Regions from separate parts of the Triticum aestivum genome. Here region 1 is linked to region 2. The links are chromatin contacts, called in public Hi-C maps. All regions are on one chromosome and are shown on one strand. The core of a region is the stretch at or near the end of the contact, and the rest is flanking DNA. Distances in the headings are between cores, read along the strand shown. Region 1 holds the start of LOC123079424 (protein translation factor SUI1 homolog). Region 2 holds the start of LOC123079422.

The links. Hi-C and Micro-C count contacts between places; a contact is called where the count stands out from the background.
Region 1: a Hi-C map of leaf shows a contact between it and region 2, with 3 times the contacts expected there. The contact joins the promoter of LOC123079424 here to the promoter of LOC123079422 in region 2. A contact is called at or near these places in 2 of 5 Hi-C or Micro-C datasets (both in leaf).

The regions. Positions count from the first base shown.
Region 1 is chr3D:434,667,192-434,673,401 of IWGSC CS RefSeq v2.1, forward strand. LOC123079424 (protein translation factor SUI1 homolog) reads right to left here and starts at 2,932. Exons shown (of 5, transcript XM_044502195.1): 1 at 2,719-2,932; 2 at 1,712-1,814; 3 at 800-1,011; 4 at 659-712; 5 at 264-572. The coding sequence starts at 1,748. The coding sequence ends at 528.
Region 2 is chr3D:434,378,808-434,385,659 of IWGSC CS RefSeq v2.1, forward strand. It overlaps LOC123079422, which reads right to left and starts at 3,367. Exons shown (of 7, transcript XM_044502192.1): 1 at 2,949-3,367; 2 at 553-693; 3 at 95-460. The coding sequence starts at 3,329.

The sequences.
Region 1 (6,210 bases), core at 1,682-4,181, 290 kb after region 2:
AGATGATGGACGCACGTGTCGTGCTCCGTCAGGTGATCCCAATGATTTCCTGATAAACATTGCCAAGCTTAAAACTAGATGGCCCTAAGAAACTATCTCCACCAATGTGTCATGTCAAGAAAAGAAAAAAAGGAACCCCTCAAAAACAAAAAGGAGGGAGTGCCCCTGGCCAAGGCAACGACTGAGCACAACCATGAGAAAATAAACAAATTCGAGAAAACAAACAAAAAAAAAACGAACAGAGCACACAATGCACACAACCATGAGAAGATAAGCCTGAAGTACATTTATTTAGTGCACAATAACCTGGATAAACCATACTGCCATACTGGTGGCGCATACAAACCATGTTGAAGGACAACTTGCATCAACACACCGATGCAAATTCAAATGTCTTGGATGTAAAAGTGCATCAAACACAGATGCCTCACACGAGTACTAGCAATTCAAATGTCTTAGATGTGACAATACCAAGTATACGACAACTTCCAGGCTTCGGTGACAGCACACGAGCATTTGTGTGTTGCCTAAAATCCGTGAATCTTGATGCTCTCTTTCTTTGCAAGTCCAGCCTAACCAAACAGGAATTGTCAAATTAAGAAGATGAACGACGCAACAGTCAATATGCATGACAATATAAAATGGCATTGTAAATTACCTGAACTAGAAAAGTAGCAACATTTTTACGCTGATCACCTTGGAGTTGGATGACCTGAAAATATAGAAGATAACTCATCAGCATATACACACTTAGATGAGAGAATTTTGCTACCAACAAAAAAAGAGAACCTCGCTGTACCTGGCCTAGTTCTGGATCCTGGACTACAGTACCATTACAGCAGAATTCCTTTTTGAGATCCTTGAGAATCTTGTTGTAGCTGTAGTCTTTCTTCAGACCCTGAACAGTTGTCAGACTCTTTCTTCCGTTGCGCTGCTGGACACGCACATGCACATAGTTCTTTGATCCAGCACCAGCGCCGGAGTCCTCAGCATTTGCCTCAGCAAACGGATCTACAAAGAAGATGCCAAGTCAACTTCTGGGTAGAGGATATACTTAGGCAAGGCAACCAGAGGATACACAAATCAGTGTACTGTACGCAAACCAAAAAGATGCATGTTTCTGTGGCATAGTCATCTGTGGACACACATCTTCATTAATACAGATAAGATATGCATCAGCGCCACCTCTAGAGAAGGTTAGGAAAAGCTCTTGTCCAGCATGATAAATGTATGTTGGTATACAACAACTACTACTAACTCATGATCAACTAGATGTGGTATTCTGTTAGTTAATAGAATTAGATATTGAGAACAGTCTATTAGGTAATTTAGGGTAAGAGAGAACGTAAGAAAAGACAATCTATATAGGTTATTTATAGGCAAAACAAATGATCCATGTTTCTGTAATACAGTGATCTGTGACTGTGCATCTTCATTAATGCAGCTAAGCTATGTACCTGTGCCACCTCTAGGGAAGGTTAGCAAAAGCTCTTGTCCAGCATGATACATATATGTTGGTATACAACAACTTATAATCAACTAGATAATGGCATGCTGTTGGTTAATGAGATTAGATATTGAGAGCAGTCTATTAGGTTAATTCAGCGGGAGAGAGAACGTAAATAAACAAAATCTACAGGTTAAGGACTCAAATTGATCTAGATTGGCAGGTGTGATTCCCTAATGAAGAGATAATGAAATGAGTGCATACCAAAAGCAGTTGGAACCTGGACGTCGAGATCAGACATGAACTTGTTGTTTGGTTTGATTGGCCCCAAACAGACAAGGCTCTATTTATTGTCTTGATGTGTGAGCTGCAAAACATCCCAAACGATCACAAACCATCCAGCAATACGTTAATTCTGAATTACAACATTCATTCTGGGAAGAAGATAAGCTAGAACTGAGCCACTGATATGCAATAGTTCCTAGATAGTAGGATAGTACTTGGTGCTAACAGAAGTTGCATCTGAGTTTCTTCTTATAAGAAGATCTCTATTAAGTTATTATCATAATAGCTGATGAAATTTAAGAAATTCAGAGTTGTAGTACTAGATCATCATGGAATATAAGGCAGATATAGTCACGCAATACAGAGGGTACTCAGCAGTACAACATCGAATTAAGTGCACAGGACATTCAGCATAAAAAACGAGGGACGGTGTGCAAAACGCAAGCATAAGCCCCATCCTTGGTCACTTCCAAAATCCACATAGAAAGTAGAAGACCTCCTTATTAACTACAAGGGAGAACCTAAAATCAGCCCACAAATTTGCTAAATCACAAACAGCATGTCCTAATATTTCTCGTTCTATTCATCAGGAAATAGATGAACCAAGCCACAATCGCATAGATCGACAACAAAAGAACAAGGTACTCATCTAAACTGTTCGCGCGGACAGATCGGTTCAAATCGCGGCCGCACGCCTAAGCGAATCCCCAATATCAGACACCCGAATTAGCAGAAAATCAGCCAATCAGGTACGGAAACCACCTAAACTCATCATCCACCGCACAAAACAAACCGATTGGGGCCAAAAATCGGCACACCGAAAAACCAACCCAACAGCCCTATCGAGATCTAGGAGCGGGCGATCGATTGGACGGCGCAACCACAACCGATCGCGAGACGGAGTCCACCGCTAGAAATCGAGCCGCGGGGGAGCAGGGAAACGTAGAATCGGCCGATGGGGGGGAGGGCGAGGAGGGGAAAATCACCTTGTCCGGTGGTGCGAACCGCAGACGGCGAATGCGGGGAGGAGGAGAAAGGCAACACGGGACGAGACGACTTGACCTCGGGGGAAATATCTGTCTCCTCCTCTCTCTCTCCTTCCGCCCCGGTTCCACCACCGTCGGTTATAAAGGAGCACGGCGCGTATAAATTAGGCGGACCGACGATTAAACGTGGAGACAGGATATTCCGTCCGTCGGTTCTACGCTAAATTTAGCCTTGGCGTCGGTTCAGGCCCATTAGCAGATGGTGGTGTTGTAATCTTTGTCCTGTTAGTTTTGTTGGGCCCGATTCTTAGGCGTCAACCTTCCCTAATCACAAATTAGAGTACCCCCCATAAAAGAAAACAAATTAGAGGTGCCCGTTCGAGATGAAAAATCCCTTTGCAAAGTGCATATGTTTTGGTGGGAAAATGCCTCTAGTGACAACACCTTTTCTTAGAAAGTTGTGAAAAAAATTAAACTCGTGACGTTTATAAAAAAATTGAATATTTTTTAATTCGTGAACATTTTTCAAATTCAGGAACATCTTTTTAGAAATCCATTAACATTTTTTTAGTTTCACCAAAATTTTCAAAATCAACAAAAAAATGCGGACCAACAACAACAAAGAGACAAGCGAAAAAATACTTGTGTTGGGGTTTCATGTGATTTTCTTAGTTTTGGGTTGACAAATAAGGCACACGTCCCATGAGATAAAAACAGGCGCAATAAGTACAAGCACGAAAAAAAAACACCTGCAACACTACAGAGACAACGACACAAAAGAAATGTAAGGGAACCACCAAATAGAAAAGGCAAGGAGATGGTGTGACGTCACTTAAAAATGCAATAGCTATTTTTCATCTAAATGAGCCCTAGAGAAGGACGCACTATTCTGATCCCGACTTCATGTGCGCTTAGGTGAACAGTATAATCAAATTTTTTTTGTATGAAATATTGACAAATATTTTGATAACTTGCAAAATTTCATCACCATATGATATTCGTGGAAAAAATGAAAAAAATCAATACTCCAAAATGTTGTTTTCAAAGCATTTTGGAGCATCAATTTTGTTGGAGCATCGATTTTTTTGCCACCTCTTCCACGAACTTCCTTTCATGATGAAATTTTACAAGCTATCAAAACATTTGTCAATGTTTGACACAAAAAATCAGATTATTTCTTATTTTACTGTTCAACCGAGCTCACTTGAGCTCGGGATTAGAACAACACTTTCGCCCTAGAGAAACCCTAAGTAAGGATATAAAAAGAATATGAATTTTCTAGTTCTCATCTAAATGAGGATTAACAAAGTATCATCTATATTTATGCCATTTAACTTTACATGGGGGATTCGTGCTGATACAACATGGACACAAATGCACATTAGAGCGAGTACAATAATGGGTTTATAGCCCACTTGCTTACATGGCGGGGAAAATATATGTCCCCTCCTCTCTCTCCTTCCGCCCCGGTTCCACCACCGTCGGTTATAAAGGAGCACGCCCCGTATAAATTAGGTGGACCGACGATTAAACGCGGTTCTACGCTAAATTTAGCCTTGTCGTCGATTCAGGCCCATTAGCAGCAGATTGATGGAGTTGTAATCGTGTCCTGTTCGTTTTGTTGGGCCCGATTCTTAGGCGTCAACCTTTCCTGATCATAAATTAGAGGTACCCGTTCGATATAAAAAATCCCTTTGCAAAGTGCATATGTTTTGGTGGGAAAAAATGCCTCTGGTGACAACACCTTTTTTAGAAAATTGTGAAAAAGTTAAACTCATGAAATTTAAAAAAAATTGAATATTTTTTAAATTCATGAACATTTTTCAAATTCACGAACATATTTTTAGAAATCCATTAACATTTTTTTAAGTTTCAACAAAACTTTCATAATCAACAAAAAATGCGGACCAGCAACAACAAAAAGACAAGCGGAAAAAAACTTGTATTGGGGTTTCATGTGCTTTCCTTAGTTTTGGGTTGACAAATAAGGCACACATCCTGTGAGATAGAACAGACGCAGTAAGTACAAGCACGAAAAAAAGACCTGCAACGCCGCATGGATGACGACACAAAAGAAACATACGAGACCACCAAACAGAAAAAGCAAGGAGATTGTGTGACGTCACTTAAAAGTGCAACAACTATTTCTCATCTAAATGAGCCCTAGAGAAGGACGCGGCTATTCTGGTCCCGAGCTCATGTGAGCTCAGTACAATCATTTTTTTTGTATGAAATATTGACAAATATTCTGATAACTTGCAAAATTTCATCACCATATGATATTCATGGAAAACATGAAAAAAAATCAATACTCAAAATGTTGTTTTCAAACGCATTTTGGAGCATCGATTTTGTTTTTTGCCACCTCTTCCACGAACGTCCTTTCATGATGAAAATTTTACAAGCTATCAAAACATTTTTCAATGTTTGACATAAAAAAGTCAATTTATTATTTATTTATTTATTTTATTTTATTGTCCAGCCAAGTTCACTTGAGCTCAGGATTAGAACAACACTTTCGCCATAGAGAAACCCTAATTAAGGATATAAAAATAATACAAATTTTCTAATTCGCGTCTAAATGAGAATAACAAAGTCTCATCTACATTTATGTCATTTAATTTTACATGGAGATTCGTGTTGATACAACGTGGACACAAATGCACACTAGAGCAATAATGGGTTAATGGTCCACTTGATTACATGACATTTTCGCCTATGTGGCGGAGAGAGACATGAAAAAATAAGAAGAGTGTGCTCTCATGCAAGAGCCTAGCTATATGCTAACTTCTAGGTATATACAATAAATGCAAAGAAATAGAGAGAGATGCTTAAAAAGGTATTGATCTTATAGCCAGCTTTATAGCTTGCCTTACTATATAAGTGGAGGTAGTGTTATGCACACGATGGATTTTTGCACGATTCAAACACAACAGGTCGTCCAGACCATTGGATTGCCTCATTTCTTTAATCGACAATTGTATTTTCCGAACGTTCGGATCTTGGGAACAGATCCGAATGACCTATCTAGCGTCGGATGAGGATCGTGCGGCTCGCATGCCCTTGATTCCCTCCCGCAACTGGCGCGTCCCTCGATCCCCTCCCATAACTCCCCTCGTGGTTTAACTGCTCCAGCAAATTCTTCTCCGACTCCTTAATTACCGCGATTGACGTGCGTCTTAATTTACCATGCGAAAATACCCTCCCGCAACTCCTGTGGTTTTTTAAGACTAGCCACAATGGGTAGTAACATAGACTAGTAACATGAACATAGACTAGTAACATGCATATGTTACTAGTCTATGTTACTACCTCTATAGTGGGGAGTAACATATGTGTAGTAACATGCAACACTTCATTTATTAGTCTATAGACTCATCTTGCTTTGATTTGTGCGATGGTACTCATACTACTAGTAACTAGTCATGTTACCACTTTCCCCTCTTTCTTCATTTATTACTTGCCACATCATCTATTTTATCTAGATATGTG
Region 2 (6,852 bases), core at 2,117-4,616:
CATTTTATCATGCCTATCACATAGGGTAATACTTAAAATGTTGGATCTTTACTATTTTTTCAGTTCTGATACAGTAATGATCTTGTACAGGTACCTCCTCATTTTCATGACCAGATTCTCCAACCCACAGCTTTCCTTCGGAGTCCCTCAGGCAAACTGCAGTATGGCCTGCATAAGCTCCGGTAACCCACTTCTCAAGGGTTTCAAAACCACCCCAGCGTCCACGGATTTTCGACAAAACCAAAAAATCTCCAGATTGGATGTCATCAGGATTTAATTCTGAAACCCACGGTTTTGGCCGTTCCTCAAAGGTCGCACCCATATGCTTTTTGAGAAATGCAAGGTTTGCATTCTCACCCCATCCGGTATTAGTGAAAAGAGGGAAAACATCCCAGAGTGCTCTGAGTGTCCCGATTGTTCCTGACGGCATGAGGAAGATGGACACTCCATTATGTTTCACCTATTTTAAGATAACAAAACAGCGCAATTGTATCAACAATGTTAAATGTCAGTTGTAAACAGAACAAGCATCAGTTACTACATAGTACTTACATAGTCATATTCGGCCTTGCTTTCCCATTCTTTGATTTCAAGGGTATGCTCACGGCCTAGAAAGTAGTAATCCCATGTAACACGGTACGGAGTTGCAAACACATAAAGATCCATGCAAGTCCAGCTATGTGCTTTCGTTGTCTACAGAAAGGAAAGGTTAGTTTCAAAATGGGTAGTAAGACAGGGAAGATGTTTGTATAAAGGAGGGAAAAGAGAAATACTATTTTAACTTGTAGTCAGGGTAGTATTTAGCTTTCTAATCTAAAATCATAAAAAAAAAGTTGAGCAATAGGCTTTAATTGTGCAAACCACGAACTTTAAAAACAAATGAATACTGCCTTTAATCTAATAAAAACAAGACAACAAACATCACATGGAAGATAATTCTGGCTACTGAAAGTTAGAACAAACATGGATTGCATGAATACCCAATATAAGTCTCAAGATGCAAGTCGGATTTCCCCCATCCATCCTTACGGCATAAAATTGATGAGAACACATGATACCTTGCTCTTGTATGCATTGTACTACGGATAGGATTTAACAATCAAGCAATAGGTTGGAACATATCATACTGCCTTTCAATAGTAAGTAGCAAAATAGTTTGCTCTCGGTGTTGTTAGGATTAGAAAATAGTTTGCTCTCTGTGTCATTAGGATCAGCCTTTGGAACAAGTCGTTAAGGGAGAGCCAGTTAATCAGGATAAAAAGTTTGAACCGCTCTTCTAGTGGACCCCAGTTGCTGTCAGCATGTAAATTAAGAATCTATTTGAAAAACAAATATCAACCTTAAGCATGTATGTGGACCTTACTGATTAAAAATCTAACCCATTGATGACTGCTTCGAGTTCTCATTCCTGAGAATTGCAATTCCCTATAGTGCAATTATAGCTTCCAATCTAAATGATGACAGGATGCTAACAGCCATAAAACATGATAGACCAGTGCATGTACTTTGCCGTGATTATAATTATTTTTTTAGCCCAATCCGGATAAGGACTAGTTATGTTCCCCACAATTATAAACTAACAGGAACCAAGTTTTGATCACGCAAGGGGACACAACTAAGAAGTATACTAAAAAAAGCAACAACTGCCACAATTGGGCAATAATGAAATCAACCCATTTACCAAACCTACAGGCCACTGCTCAAAACTAGGAATCCCTGTGTTCGATATGGCGATACTGGAAATACCAAAATCGTGTAAGATCGTTCCAGAAGTTATGGATAACAAATTACACCCTGACGAGTTCCCCATTACCTCACTAGGAGAGAAAGTGGTTCTACCATCCACCCGACCGTACCCAAAAGCGAGTATAATAATAAGCAACGCGAGGTGGGTCTCGCACCGGCGTTCACCTCGAGATGGACCGTGCCGCCCCCGAGGCCCCCGTCGGTCCCGTTGGCGTCGCGGAACTCCATCCACGCCCGGTTCTCGTAGAAGCAGGCCCCCTTCCATTCCGCGGCGCGCGCGCCGTCGCCCCCGGGCACGCGCGCGGCGCCGACGAAGGCCGGCAGGAGGTCGGCGGGGCTCCGCAGCGCGAGGCGGCGGAGCAGCGGCTGGGCCACCGGCCACGGCAAGAGCGGGAGGAGGTCGCCGGGGAGCACCGGGGCGCGGAGCAGCAGGAGCTGCGGGAGCGGGCCGCGCGAGGCGGCGAACAGGAGGGCGGCGACGAGGAGAGGGAGGAGGAGGAGCTTGAGCCTCGAGGCTCCCATGGCGGGGGGCTAGGGTTCGGCCGCCGCCGCGCCAAGGAATTCAGATGCGGGGTTGAGGCTTGAAACAAAGGGAGGAGGAAATTTTGTGAGGTTTGCAAGGTTTGCTTGTTGGTAGCGGCTCCTCGCTTGTTGCTTCCGCATCGAGTTGACCGTCGTGTTGCGTTGCGTGCGCCTTGCTCGAGGTAACAACAACGACGGTTCGAGGCTTGCGATGCTGTTCTGCTCCATTTCCATTTGGTTTAGAGTTTCGTAGATACCAAGCCAGCGAGAATAGTTCACGAGGCGGATCAAAAATGGTTTGCACATATTTCTGGCATATTCCAAGGATATACACACTGCTAGTACTGTCTTGTTTGCGTAAAAAAGTGGAGTGGTAGTACTAAATTGCGACGTGTCATCGTCATAAACTCGGTGAGTTGGACACGGCAGTTGAGGATGCAGTTAAGTGGCGCGCGTGTCCCTCCCGCAGCCACGATGCATTTTCATTTCTATCCGCAATCACATGGGAAGATAATAAAAGAAGTGAAAACCCGTCTCCCGATCTTGATTCATCAGAAAATAAAACAGAATACCTATCCGGAAGTTAAAAAAATGAGGAAACGCCTATCCCGAAGTAAGCTCTCAGCAGTTCGCGGCGACCGTCCTCTGCGGCGGACTTTGCGGGAAGCACCGTGCCGTACCTTGAGGTGGACCGTGCCGCCGCCGTACTTGGAGCCGGAGTCGTTGTGGAAGGACAGCCAGGCCTCGTTCTCGTAGAAGCAGGCCCCCTTCCAGCCCACGGGCGCGGTGCCCGCCTGCGCCGGCCCGGCCGTCGCCGCGCCCACGAACACCGGGAAGATGTCCGACGCGCCGCGGAGCGCCCGGAGGGCCGCCATCGCCACGCGCCGCGGCAGGAGGGGCAGGACGTCCGTGGGACTGAACGGCAGGGAAGTGAGGATTCCGCTGCCCGCGCCCCACGGGGCGCCGCCATCGTCTGCGCCGGAGGGGCGGAGGAGCAGCACGGCCGCGAGCGAGGCCGAAACCAGCAGCAGAGACACGGCGGCGAGCTTGGAGACTGCCATGGTGGTGTGCGGTTCGGGGGGAATTTGATCTGGGAGCTTTTTTTATATGCGGGGAACCTGGTGGTGCCGGTAACGCACTTCCGTGTCAAAAATGGCCAGCCAGCACGGTGAAGGCAGCAGCGGTGTTTGGTACGCAAATGTTTTTGGTTGTACCGTGTGGCTCTGGGCCCCGGAGTGGTTTCACCGTCCAATGGAAAAGCTTGCACTTAATGATACTCCTTGATTACTCTAGTTGTGTGGGGAAGATGTCAATTTAACCGTAAACACACTTGCAAAACGTCTAATTGCAAATAAAGATTTTTTTAGAGGTTTTGAGGAGTTGAGGAAAAAATTAAGCCATGAGATTTTTCTTTCTTTTTGCGGATAAAGGGCTAAAGTCATATATTAAATATCACAAGTCCTTACGAATACACACTTATAGAAAAAAATGACATCCAAATTCTTTTCTTTTGGAGCTGATACATCCAAATTCTTATAGGTGTCAAAATCTTCTTCCTCATGACTGATATGCACACTCGTGCGTATTCGAGAAAAATCTTCTTCCTCATGCATTACAAACGGCCCACTGTGAGCTCGATTTTTTGTTGGGCCTCAGCCTCAGCGGAGCATATTTGTTCAAACCTCTTAGAGAAGCACCTTTACAACTACTTTTTTTTGCGTAGTAATACTTGTCTCATTAATAACATAAAGATTCAGTTACAAGCCACGTAAATATCGACATTACAGACTGAAAAGATAGGATAATCCTATGCAAAAAAAAACAGCGCCTGGCCCTCTCCATTAAGGAAAAGGAGACACATCACCTCTTCACCCGAGCTCGACGCGGCTCCATCGCTGATCAGCAGCTTTACGGACCTCCAAAGTAGTTGCCTAAAACAAAACCATTGTCGTTGAAAGAATCAGATCGGGGCAACGTGTCCCCGGACACGCCGTCGAACTCCAGAACTGACACCCCCGCACGACTACAACGTCGGAGGAGAAAACCAGAACTGTCAGCCTCCAACCACAAACCCAGCACAAGATGCACTATCTTCCAGCTGTCACTTGTGTAGACAAGCATCTGCGCGTACTCCTGGATGACAAAACCTCCCTGCTCCACCATGGCGTAGGAGACAACGCCGCAGCAACGGGGACAGAGCAGAAGGAGAGACACACCTGATGGAGTTACCGCCGCTGCCTCGCCGACACCATCCATGAACCCTAACGCCGCCGATCTGAAGGATCGACGAACACACGATGCCACCAACTCCGAGACGCCGCCATGAAGGACACCGCCGGTGTGGGAGTGGAGTTGAGGCAGATTTATTCGTCCGGACACCGCTCCCACCACCCCAACGGCGCACCACGACTTACAAATCCAAACCCTAACTAGGGAGCGGAGGAACGGCGTCCGTCCCTTAGTATATGTATTACAAACGTTATATGTGTTACAGTGATTTAAAAAAACACTTCTCTTTGTAATTCATAGCTACTTTCTTTCTTTGAATTTATTTGGTCCCTTATTATTTTGGGTCAAGTTTTGACCTTAGATTTAACTAGCAAAATATAATCGTATACCACTTGCAAATTACTTTCGAATACTAATCTTATGATATAATTTCCGTGGCATATAAATTACATTTTAGTATTTAAATCTATGCTCAAAATTTAACACAAAATACAAAGGGGCTAATAAAGGGAACGGAGGAAGTACCACCTTAACCCCGAAGAATAATTTGACACAATGCTTCATTTCTGCCTTAGCGAAACTCAATTCAACATTAAAAATACATGGGAAAACTAATGGGTGAATGTCTGTAGGGAAATGTGCTGCGCACCAAAATTTATGCTACACGATCACACACAGGAACACTATGAAAATTGTGGTAACAATCAAACTCACCGACTAGCAAAGTAGTGGAAGCAGTGAAGAGTCGGTGAAGTGTAACGATTCCCGCAGCTAGGTTACACCTCCCACCCGCGAGAATGTTCTCCAAGACAAGAATCGGAGTAGATGACCCCTCTGAGGTATCCACGCGTTCCGAAGTAGTAGTCCGGTAGAGATTCGGCGTTCAGGAAGAACTACTATGAGGAAACTAGAGAAAGCCTAACGAGGCTTCTCGTCTGATTAGGAGTCTAATTCTCTTAGATCAATTAGATCAAAATTAGAGCCCTTCTAAATAGGATGCTGAACACTTAGACCAATTAGACCGGGAAAGCGTGGAGCTATGCGGGGGAGAGGCTCTTGGATTTGATGTGTCCCAAGAGCAAGGCTTCCCTACATATATATATAGGCGGTGGACTAGGAGGAGGCGCCCCAAGAAGAGGGAGTACGAGCCTGTTTGGTTGCTGCCCTGGAGCAAAACTACCTGGTACGGTGCTTGCCTAGGAGCTGTCTGTACTTTGTTTGATTGGTATCCTGAAGATCCGATAGTAGCCTAGCCTGGAAAAATGGAGCGCGTCATTAGCCCGGACGCTAAAATCTGAATGCGTTATTAGCCTGGTCCAGGCGACCAGGCGACCCGAACCACACCTCTGGATGTGCCTTGGATGGTAATCCTCTTGTCACCCAATTTATAATAGCAGAAAGTACATGTGAGTACACTAGTAGAAAACGGGCCTTTAATCTTGGTTCTGGAACCGGGACAAAAGGATCGGGACTAAAGCCCCCTCCCCTTTAGTCCCGGTTCTGTTACGAACCGGGACTAAAGGCCCTCCACGTGGCCGCTGTCTGGAGCTCCACCTTTATTCCCGATTGATAACACCAACCGGGACTAAAGGAATTTTTTTGAAATTTTGTTTTCAATTTTTTTTCCCGATTTTTAAATTTCTGAATTATTTTATAATTTAATCTCTAATCACCCCTCATCACTACTCAATTTAAAATATAATCTCTATTCTCTAATCACCCCTCATCATTCCAAATTGTCTAACTTCCCGGCCGGTCGCCTATCCTGTCACTACTCCAGACTGAGCACGCTTAACTTTCGAGTTCTATTCCGCCTAGTTTCCAAGTCTGCACTTGTTGTTTTCCTGACAATAGTAAGATGTCAATTATATTAACCCTCAGGAGTTTAGCTTGAGCATAAAGTCACACGTTTCACTGTTTGAATTTGAAACTATTATTCTAAAAAACAATAATTATTTAGTAACACTAATATTTCTTGAATAAGTAGTTTGACCATAGTTTAACCATAGTTTGACCATAGTTTGACCAGATTTGACCAAAATTCAAAAAAAAACTGAAATAATTATTTAGCAACACTAATATTCTGGAATAATTATTTATTAACACTAATACTTCTTGAATAAGTAGTTTGACCATAGTTTGACCAGATTTAACCAAAATTCAAAAAAACTGAATTTTGAGCATAACTTTTTTCCTTTTAGAATTTGAGGATTCTAAAAGTTTGCAAAACGGCCTATGGCGGTCAAAATTGGATGCAGATTTTCGTGCTGAACATTTTGATATATTATACTTTTTTTCCGACATCGTATGCACAAGTTATAGCCGTTTTACTTTTTCATAACACTTTTTTGCAAA